2 separate regions of the Anas platyrhynchos genome follow, and region 1 is linked to region 2. A link is a contact called in public Hi-C data. All regions are on one chromosome and are shown on one strand. Each heading gives the region's core, a stretch centred on a gene start, on an enhancer-like site or on the middle of the called end of the contact. The rest is flanking DNA. Distances are from core to core; before and after follow the strand shown.

What was found. Hi-C and Micro-C count contacts between places; a contact is called where the count stands out from the background.
Region 1: a Hi-C map of small yellow follicle shows a contact between it and region 2, with 3 times the contacts expected there. The contact joins the enhancer-like site here to the promoter of C1H2orf49 in region 2. A contact is called at or near these places in 6 of 8 Hi-C or Micro-C datasets (F1 follicle, liver, skeletal muscle and 2 more).

What each region holds. Positions count from the first base shown.
Region 1 is chr1:142,671,318-142,676,700 of IASCAAS_PekinDuck_T2T, forward strand. LOC113839965 (a long non-coding RNA gene) reads left to right here. Exons shown (of 3, transcript XR_011805892.1): 3 at 1,521-5,383. Among named protein-coding and RNA genes, the nearest start is that of FHL2, 44 kb to the left of the region's middle. Within about 2 kb of position 3,069, at least 4 of the 8 cell types and tissues checked have an H3K27ac peak or open chromatin away from gene starts, as enhancers often do. A contact at or near this core is called in F1 follicle and small yellow follicle, where this site is marked.
Region 2 is chr1:142,571,230-142,576,074 of IASCAAS_PekinDuck_T2T, forward strand. It overlaps C1H2orf49 (chromosome 1 C2orf49 homolog), which reads left to right and starts at 3,316. Exons shown (of 4, transcript XM_027445419.3): 1 at 3,316-3,500. The coding sequence starts at 3,372. It overlaps TGFBRAP1 (transforming growth factor beta receptor associated protein 1), which reads right to left and starts at 2,318. Exons shown (of 12, transcript XM_027445429.3): 1 at 2,176-2,318; 2 at 1-399. The coding sequence starts at 382.

The sequences.
Region 1 (5,383 bases), core at 1,819-4,318, 100 kb after region 2:
GTATGGAAATTATTTGCAAGCCAATTGTCCATTGCAAGGTGTGTTTATTACTTTCTTTACATTCACTCAAAAACAAAAGCATATGACAGGTCTGTGTGCCTTACATCTGACAGCTCTTTTGCCAAGGCAGATGAGCAGACCAAGATTTTAGTTTAGGAAAGTGTGTGGGGAAAACTTCCCATCTGATTAAAACAATGGTCATCATCTCCTCAGCTGCTTCTTTTATGAACAACATTTTGAGAACGTGTCTCTCTTCCTGTTTATGTTCACATATAAGGCACGGGTTGATGAGTGGTGTGTTTCAGGGTCTGTGTTCAAAGCATGCTGATGTTGGGTCTTTGGGAGAAATCAGCCTCGTGTACATAACGCCCTATAAATCAGCCAAAGAGTCCAGCATGCATGTAGTGACCTGCGGGATTTCATGATCTGCTTCTCAATATAGCATTTTCTTCAGATTCTGCTGGACACAGTTGGATATTAGCCTCTCACATTTCAATACACAGATAAATGCCATGTGAGGTTGTCAAGAAAGGATAAGAACAAGAAAACAAAAATGTTAGAGAATGGATGCAACATGGATATGTTTGCATTGGTAAATTAAACAGCAACAGGATATGAGCCTGAGCTTCTTCTAGGTGACCATGCAGCTTGTCAGTAGCATTTTCCCCAAAGTGTTTTGGCCAAGACAGCCAGCAATCCCCTACACCATGGCTGGGAACAATTCAGAGGTTAGGATGTGCAGGGACAATGCCAGCAGGAGTCTGGACATGGCCATGCTGGGGAGCTTTGAGAGGAGGAAGGAGAGGTCATGGTGTCTAGCTGGCTGGATATGAGAATACATTACCACTTTGTTTCCAAGATGGAATCAGTCCCTTTTCCATTTTGCACTAAGTGTAAACATGGATTATGGGCCTAAAAATTGTGAGATTTGTAATCCTAGTCCTTTGAGAGATTTGTTGCATGACATCCAGTTCATTACTGGGTTTGTACTAATTGAGATCCCTGTTTGCAGACAATTGTCTTTTATTAGATCTGTGCTCCGGGACAACCATGCATGTGTACATACATTGAAAATTGTAAGAAAAACGCACAAAATGTTAGCTAGCTCTTTGGGTTTTGAAGATTTTGAAGATGGGAAGATGTAATGAAGATTAAGTCAAATCTGAAAGCTGTACATGTAACATTTGATTTACTGGGTAGTGAAAGTAACATTTTCCCGTGGGCTTTGTCAGCAGCCCACAGCAACAGACAAGATTTGGACAAGGTTGTAGTGAAGGTGATTCCTGGGGTGGGCCCAAAGCTGTGAGAGGGGGAGTTAAGATCCAGTTGCTATGTTTCCCTGCTGCCTCCTGGCTGCCAGAGACACCACAGCTACACAGAAGCCTTCCCATCACTCCTTGCCCTGGTTTCTTACCAGTTACTCAATAACTTCTGCATTATCACCAGGGAAGGCCAAATCTTAAAACTCCCTGTTTGCTTTTTTTTTTTTTTTTTTTTCCCCGTTGTTATTTTCATTTTAGTGCCTCACCAGTGGCAGAAACAAAGTCCCTGGTTCAGAGTTCACTGAAAAAAAATGAAGAGGCAATGCAGAAAGCAGGAAGAAATGGATGAGTGGAGAGGAGGATGAAGAAGAACGTCCTGCATCCCTTTGGTTGCATCCTCTGACAGCTCTCTTATATGCATATATCCACCATGCACATCTTGAGGATCCAGAGTATGTGTTATTGCTACCATATTACTGCGCTACCTGTCAGATCCATGACAGATTTGAGCTTCAGAGGGGAGATGGTAAGAATACAAAAAGCTTTTTTCATGCATTGCAGAGCTGCAAAAGGAGAGGCAGCAGAATGGGAGCAGTAAACAGAGAAAGAAAAGATGTCCGTGGCTTTATGGGGGATAGAGGGGTGGGAAGGGAAGATCAGAAGGGCATTTGCAGAGGCAGGACTACATAGGGTCTTGATAGTGGAATAGAGATGTCTGATTTTTTTTAAGCTGTGTGGGTCAGGGAACACAGGGTGGGAACACAAAGGGGCAGACAGATGGTGTGTTCAGTCTGAAGGAAGCAGTTCCTTTTCCAGAGGTGGGTCAGCAACTAAGAAAGTATTTTTGTCCAAATGTGTTCATTCTTCTCTAATAAATATGCTACTGGGAATTCCCAATGACTGTGGGATTATGGAGGTGTGCTTCTGGCAGCTTCACTTGTATAATAATTCTCCATCCTTGTTGCACAGTTCAGACTCACACGACTCATCTTGGTGCTGCTCCAAGGAGAGCTAAGACCATAAATCTGGAGATGAGGTGGTAGCACCACAGGTTGGATCCTATCAAAAATGGCTCTGATTTGGTCATCCAAAAGGCAGCATCTGACATCCTCCAATGTGCTACTTCTCAGGATGGGACAGGGGCTGACATGCCAGGCACATATCACCCATGCTCCAATAGGTCCCGATCGGTGGCACACTGCCCTGTAACAGCCTGGTATCCCGATGTCTGCCATGCCCTAGGACACCTCATTTCAGACATCTCTCCTAATGATGTGCTGTCCCTTGCATCAAGCGAAAAGAAATTTGACAGTACAGATGAAACAGAAAAAAACTTTCAGGCTTCCACTTTCTCCACTGAATTAATCATCTCTGGCAGATTTGTGGCTTCCTCTGACCCTCAAGTTTTACTGTCTGCTAGCACATCAGGCACTGATTTTCCTCTTTCTTTCCCCTACAGCAAGCATTACAATGATCCTTCTCAAAGCTGACAGGGGCAGGGCTGATTTCCAGTAAAAGGGCACCATACTTAGCTGCACAGGGTAAGCGAGGTTAGGGAAATAGGTACATGGGAATAATGACAGCACAGAGGGCAGCAGACTTGCAATATGTTTATACAGTTAAATGTAACCAGTTCAGACACTAACATTTCTATTTTTTTTCATTGCTCACAGAAAAAAAAAAATATCTCCCTACTTGCCGTGTTTTCTCTCTGTGAGCACTTTCCTATTCTCCTTAACCTCTGTGTTGCAGTGCAGCGAGGCTGTGTACACGTAGATATGCTCCCTACCCTGGGGAAGATCCAAGATAAGCAGAGAAGTGACACACAAACGGCAAGGGGGAGAGAGCGATCTAATCGACTAGCCGCAAGCTTGGTAGGGTGAGATAGGAAAAGCACACAGAGCAAAGGGAAGCAGGTTTCTGCTGGGAGAGGCGTGCTGCTCTCCCCTTTCTCCTGCTTGCCCTTGTCTTTTCACTCTCTTCTCCCTCGTGCCCTTGTCCGTGCTTCCCAGGCTGAGACCGTGCGAGACTCGGGGGAGGTATTGCTGACGCGGGACTTGTGCAGGTTTTGGCTGGTTTGCCTGTTTTCTTGTGTCATTTGCTGCCTGCCTCTCCTCACTGCCTCCAGCCTGGCACAGCAATTTTGGCTGCTTCTTGCTGAAATTGGCTCCCCTCCTTTCTTGCTGTCTGGTGAATACCTAACACCTGCCGGTGGTCCTTGGATTTTAGCTTTTCCATATGTCCTCCATATTGCATGAAAAGGCGTAAAAAAGGGCCTTTTCCCCCCTCCTCTCCTTTCCTCACCCCTAAAGCTCTTTTCAGGTGCCGTATCTGAACCCAGCAATACCAAATCATTTCCTGTGCTCTCACTTCACTGTGTAGCTCATCCGTGGGTGGGGTGAGAGAAGACACAGCTAGAAGTAGTTCCCCGCACTGAAACATTTTGTTTTCACACTTTGGGTTCCACCTCGGCCTGTTTTTCAAACTCCCCTTTTCTAAAACATTAAAGCTTAAGACAGAAGCTGAGTACCTTTGCTTCAGAACAAAGCAAGCATTTCACATCATAAACTGCAAACTCTTTTTCTGTCTGTTCCATCCACCTGGAAAATCATTTGGAGAGCTAGGAACAGCCTCAGGGCTTCTCATCTCTTAGCTCTACTCCAGGTTCCCGGTACAGTAAGAGATCTCAAAAGGTTTGACATGAATGCAGTGGACTTCCTTTACCATGAATATCTTGGCTTTGAAAGTGTGAGACGGCGGATAGACAAGCACTTGGCTGAGCATCTCTACTCTTCTGATCCTTGTTTCCATCCTCCTTGCTCACCACCAGTCCTGAGAAGAGCTGTCAGACCACAGCTACCCATTTCACACCTCTCTGGGACATGTAGGACCAGGGCACTGGAGCTGTGTATTCATCCCTGGCTCTCACCCAGGTCGTCTGTGCACACTTGGATGAGTCCACAGATCCTCCAGCACTCCACGCCACACTTAGCAGAGCTGATTTCTTTTCTCTCCAGGACTTCTCCTATGTAACTACTGTAAATCCTTCAGTCCAGATTCATGGACTTACCTTTACACATGGGAATCAAATGGCTGATAAATGGCTCATCCCAGTCATTGTCTCCATTTGCGGTCATTAGGAGGCCTGGAGATTAGCCTACCAGGGGATTGATAGATATGGGGTGAGATGTACTGGTCTGGGCATGAGTCTGAGCTGCTGTGCCCCTTCTCCAAGCCCATGGCAGCTGGTGTAAAGGTGTAGAAGCCGGGGCATGTATGGTACAACAAGCCAAAAAAATAAAAACAAAAATACATATAAATTAGCCACAGTGACTTCAGATTTGGACTCCCTTCAAGCAAATGTGTGAAATGCGGTGGAGATTTTACATCCATCTGTTGAGAGGACTTTGTCTGCTACCCGTAATGAAACTCTTCTCAACAGCAATTAAATTGTTTGGCCTTGGAATAAACTGCATGTTCTTTGAGTTCTCGGGGAAGAAAATGTATCTGTGGCTGCAGCTGCGCAGACATGCCTTCTGATACCACATCACACTGAAGGGGCTGTTTACCTTCTTAGGGCACGGATAATAAAGGATAAAGATTTCTAAATCAACTTTTGAAAAGACTGCTTCAAAAACACCCCAGCCTCATTAATTCAGACCCAGCGAGCTTGAAAAGGCTAATTTTGCTGACCCATCTCAAAAAAAGCCCTGAGATTTAAGCAAAGGAAAGATCCCAGTGAAGTCAGCAGGCTTAAAACTAAGGACAGGCTGGTGGGATCTGCATGTACACAAGGCTAAAAGTAGGCAGACATGCTTTGTCAGGATGAAGCCCTGCTGTCAGACCCATTGAGGTGACCCGATTTCTTTGCAGGACTCTGCAGGGGAAATGTGCTCTCCTGCAGCTCATCCCCTCCCTGCCATTTCATTAATCCTAGCTCTCCCACATCGGACTTCATACAGAAAGGATTTTGAAGTACTGCTGAGGGTCTAGGAAGCCAAACCTCATTTTGCTGTGCAGTTCAAGAGGAGGTTGTTGACTCAAGCAAAAATCCCTGCTGTGTGATTTTCTGCACAGTTTGAGGACTGTGATGGAGACGGAGACTTGCCTTGTCCTGTTCT
Region 2 (4,845 bases), core at 2,066-4,565:
CAGGGTTTTCATTTAAGGTGAACGTCACAGCTCCTTTGATTCTAGCACCAGTGGGGACAGGTTCCAAGTTCATCATGTTGACTAGTGTTATCGTGTTGTCACACAGCACAAGCAGCCTGGTGAGTGCAGATGCTGCTTTCAACTCATTCACTGGCTTCTTGAAGCCCAGGTATTTATGCAGTTGCTTGGTGGCAGCAAAAGTTATTTTTCCAGCTGTCGATAGCTTTTCATCCAGCAGGAAGTGATAGATAAAGCAGTCGTTGGTTCCAATGTAGAGGTTCTTTCCACAACACTCGATGCATTCGATGTTGATGTGATTTTTGTCTCCCATTAACACCTCCCGCTCCACAGCAGAAACGAGCTTGAAAGCTTTCACACTCATTGTGTCTTCCGGGTGATCTGAGTAAGGAAGAAAAGAGTTACCAAACCACCACCGTCGAATATTAGAGGCAGCCATTTAACATTTACCAGCACAAAAAAAAGTTACTTTTTCTTTTTATGGGCTACATTCTCGTTTCCAACCAGATTACACAAACCAGAACGAGCATGTTAATAACCACAGAACTGACTCAAACTGACTTCTCACTTCAAGTCTGTTCTGAAGTAGATTCACAGTAGCACCCAGATAATTTGAATGCAATGCTTCTTCCACAAGAAACAAGCCCATTGCTGGCTCTCTGATACTTTGGCACTGCATGCAGTTCTTCCTAGTACTACTTTGTGGCTTTCAAACATCTTCTCTACATGAAAAAAAAAAAAAAAACAACTTTGGCTCTTAGACTTCTAGAGTAGCTACAAGGCTGAGTGCTACACGTTAATGTCTCATGTTGCTTTACATTTTATTTGACAAAATTTAGTCCTATTAGTAACTCTTCTAGTGAGGTACCACAGGCATAACACATCTAACACATTTCCATTCCTGACTTTCCAACAATAAGAAGTGAAATTAACTTTCAAGCCCCTGAAAAATAATTCATGAAAATCACTGTGATTTTTTTTTGGTAATACCATCAAGCATTCGTTTTAGAGATGCGTGAGTAGCACTGAATACCAGACTATGGACTTAGCAAGTATTAGCCATGGTCACACATGTGGTTTGGAAGTATGACCCATACAGTGCTTATTAAGCTCAAGAAGCACTGAAATTAGAGGAGTTTTTGTTCACTACTATCACAACCATTGCCAAAGATTGTTTTTAAGTGCTAAGCAGCACTTACAATATTCACATTCTGCAAACTAGACCTTCCTTTTTACAACCAAGCACTGCCAAGGGGCAGATCCAATTCATGAAGCAATTATCAGTGTTTTGAAACCAGTCGATGTAATTTTGCTGTGCTGCAGACTAGTCTTGCTGTTACATGGAACCAGCAGACACCTGTGCTGAGCCCTCGGAAGAACAGATGAAGAACTGCTGACCTAAATTAGTCACCCTTCACTATGCCAGGACTGCTCTGTAACAACCACTTCTCCATTCAAGACACTCGGTGTTGGCTTTGAGAAACAACACGCACAATTATTCCTACTCCACGCATACTGTGGATACAAAACGTCAAATCACAGACTCACAGAATTGTTTAGGTTGGAAGAGACCTCCGAGATCCCAGAGTCCAACCTCTGACCTAACGCTAACAGTCCCCACTAAACCATATCCCTAAACTCTACATCTAAACGTCTTTTAAAGACCTCCAGGGATGGTGACTCCACCACTTCCCTGGGCAGCCTAGTGAAACTTTGGTGCACTGAAGCGTGACTTTAATCATCCTGAAATTAAATACAAGTAGTAAAGATGAATTCTGTTTCAAATTGCTATATGTAAAAATGAAGAGTTGCTTTTACAAGGCAACATTGAAAACCATAATAAATAACATTTCCAAAGATTAATAAGGTAAACGACAACTCATGAGTTACCAGTAACTGAAATTAGCCCAAAGCAAGAACATATCCAGAAATAAATCACGGTATGATGTGGTCTTTCAAGCCAAGCATTTCCTGTATTTCCCCAGCAGTTAACAGGTTTAGGATGTGCCTCCCCTGCCCGTTTCAAGCCTCAGCCTCACCCGGGCTTTAAATTCCTCTGCCGCCCGGCACCCAGCAACCCCCCCCGGCCACCACCCGGCGAGAGAAACCCCTCCAGGCCCCGCGGGGCCTTATCCCCCCCCTTCGCCCCTCACCCACCTGCGAGCGCCGAGCGGCGCCGCTCCGGGATCCGCGGCCGGGCCGGGCCGGGCCTCGCTGGGGCTCCGCCGGCCGCGGGGAGGGGAGGGGCGGGCGCCGGGCTTCCGGTACCGCGCCCCGCCCCGCCCGCTGCCTTCCCGTCACGTGACGGGGCGGGCAGGCGGCCGTTGGAGCCGTTGGAGCCGTTGGGGTGGGCGTGGGGGTCCCAGCCCTGAGGTGCCCGAGGCCAGGCTGGGGGAGGTGTCCCTGCACATGGCGGGGGGAGCTGGGTGGGCTTTGAGGTCCCTTCCAACCCAAATCACTGTGACTCTGTGGATGTAAATAAACGTTACGTTGCTTGTACAATTAAGTTATTGTTAATATTCCAAAATTGAATTCATAAGTAATACAACTATCTTAAGAGCTGGATGTATTCGGTTGAATATGAGCCAGCAGAGTGCTCAGGTGGCCAAGAAGGCCAACGGCATCCTGGCTTGTATCAGAAACAGCGTGACCAGCAGGGCTAGGGAGGTGATCGTCCCCCTGTACTCGGCTCTGGTGAGGCCGCACCTCGAGTACTGTGTTCAGTTTTGGGCCCCTCGCTACAAGAAGGACATGGAGGTGCTTGAGCGGGTCCAGAGAAGGGCGACGAAGCTGGTGAGGGGCCTGGAGAGCAAGTCCTACGAGGAGCGGCTGAGGGAGCTGGGCTTGTTCAGCCTGGAGAAAAGGAGGCTCAGGGTTGACCTTACTGCTCTGTATAAGTACATTAAAGGAGGCTGTAGTGAGGTGGGGGTTGGCCTGTTCTCCCATGTGCCTGGTGACAGGACGAGGGGGAATGGGCTTAAGTTGTGCCAGGGGTGTTTTAGGCTGGATATTAGGAAGAACTTCTTTACTGAGAGGGTTGTGAGGCATTGGGATGGGCTGCCCAGGGAAGTGGTGGAGTCACCATCCCTGGAGGTCTTTAAAAGCCGTTTAGATGTAGAGCTTAGGGATATGGTTTAGTGGGGACTGTTAGTGTTAGGTTAGAGGTTGGACTCGATGATCTTGAGGTCCCTTCCCTTCCCTTCCCTTCCCTTCCCTTCCCTTCCCTTCCCTTCCCTTCCCTTCCCTTCCCTTCCCTTCCCTTCCCTTCCCTTCCGCCCTTCTCTGACGCCACTTCCGCCCTCAGCCCCGCCCGGCGGCCCCTCAGCGGCCGGAAGCGGTGCCGGCGGCACAAGATGGCGGCGCAGCGGCGGGGCTGGGCGGGCGCTGTGGCGGCGGAGCGGCCGCTGGGGCGCTCGGCCTCGGAGCTGCTGCTGCACCCGGAGCTGCTCTCGGAGGAGTTCCTGCTGCTCACCCTCGAGCAGGTGGGGCGGCCCCGCAGGGGGGCGCGGCCCTGCCCGGGGCCGGGGGGGGGAGGTCGGCCTCGGGCCCCAGTGGTTGCCATGTGGGAGGTTTTGCCCCAGCCCCTCTCTGGGCTCGCCGGTCGGGCGCACCAGAAGCACTCAGGGAAGAAATAATTAAAAAATAATGTAAAAAAAAAGGAATGTTGTGCTCTGTAGGTTGGATACTTGCTTAAAAGAGGTGTGCAGCCTGAGAGTTGCCCCCCTTGTTCTCATAGGGGCTGCGTCTGAGCCCTGCTCCTGTGGTTGCTAAAGAATAATTTATCAAACTGTGTGTGTGTCTGTGAGGCAGCATTTACGTACAACAGTAGTTACCTGTGGACAGTCGATCTCCTCTGTTAAGGCTGGTGCATGCATACTCAGTGAGCTAAAGGGAACACGTCCTTCACGGTCAGCAGAGATAATGTTTAACTGCATGCTATTGAAAAATCTGAGTTTGAAAGTGACTTATAGCCCACTTTGTAGCTTCAGTTGATGTACTGAAGTACTGATGTACTTGCTACTGCCTTATCTGCAACATTAGGGGAATGAAACAATCTTCTAAGGCTTTTACGTGAGATTGCTCAACTTTGTATGCTCTTGTTCACATAGTTTATGTGCACAACAGTACAAATTTTGAGCCCCTATCAGAAGTTATAAAGCATTTCTGCTGCTCATTGGAGCAGCAGAAACTTGCCCTGTTTTCAGTGGCCTGTGTTTGCGTGACATTACTGTTTCTTTCTCTTAATAAATTTGGTAGAAGGTAGCAAAATTTGTTTTCACATCCTTGTGTATGTTCAGAAAGAAAATCTGTGTGCTTTTATAACTGACAGTGACAAGAAGTCTCTCTGAGCAACTCACATGTTGGGAACTGGTGCAGAAGCAGAGTTCCGCATCTGGGAATTTGAACTGCTTTATGTTCTAGTTGCCTGGTTTTTGGAGGTACAAAAGAGAGCTCTGGCTTTGTAGTTGGATGTAGGGAAACATGTTTAAGAGTGCATGAAAACCTTGGTTAACTTCATTTTCTTGTGTAACTCTTTTTATTGGGAAAACTTGCAGGCCTTGCATAGCAGTGGACTGTGGAGGTTATCTGTGCAAGCAAAGGTGCCGGTCACAGCTAGGTTCAGCTGTCTGACAGTGATGAAAACAGCCCATTGCACACCAAAACTTCAACCAGTGGTACTTCCACAAGTGGTACTGCTCAAATCTGCTTTACAAAGAGTGGCAGCGGCAGGAAGCAAAGAGAGGCCGTGCAGGAGTAGCCAGATGAGGAGATGTGAGGAGAATGGGGAAACAGGACTCATGAAAAATTAGATTTTGGGGACGTGGC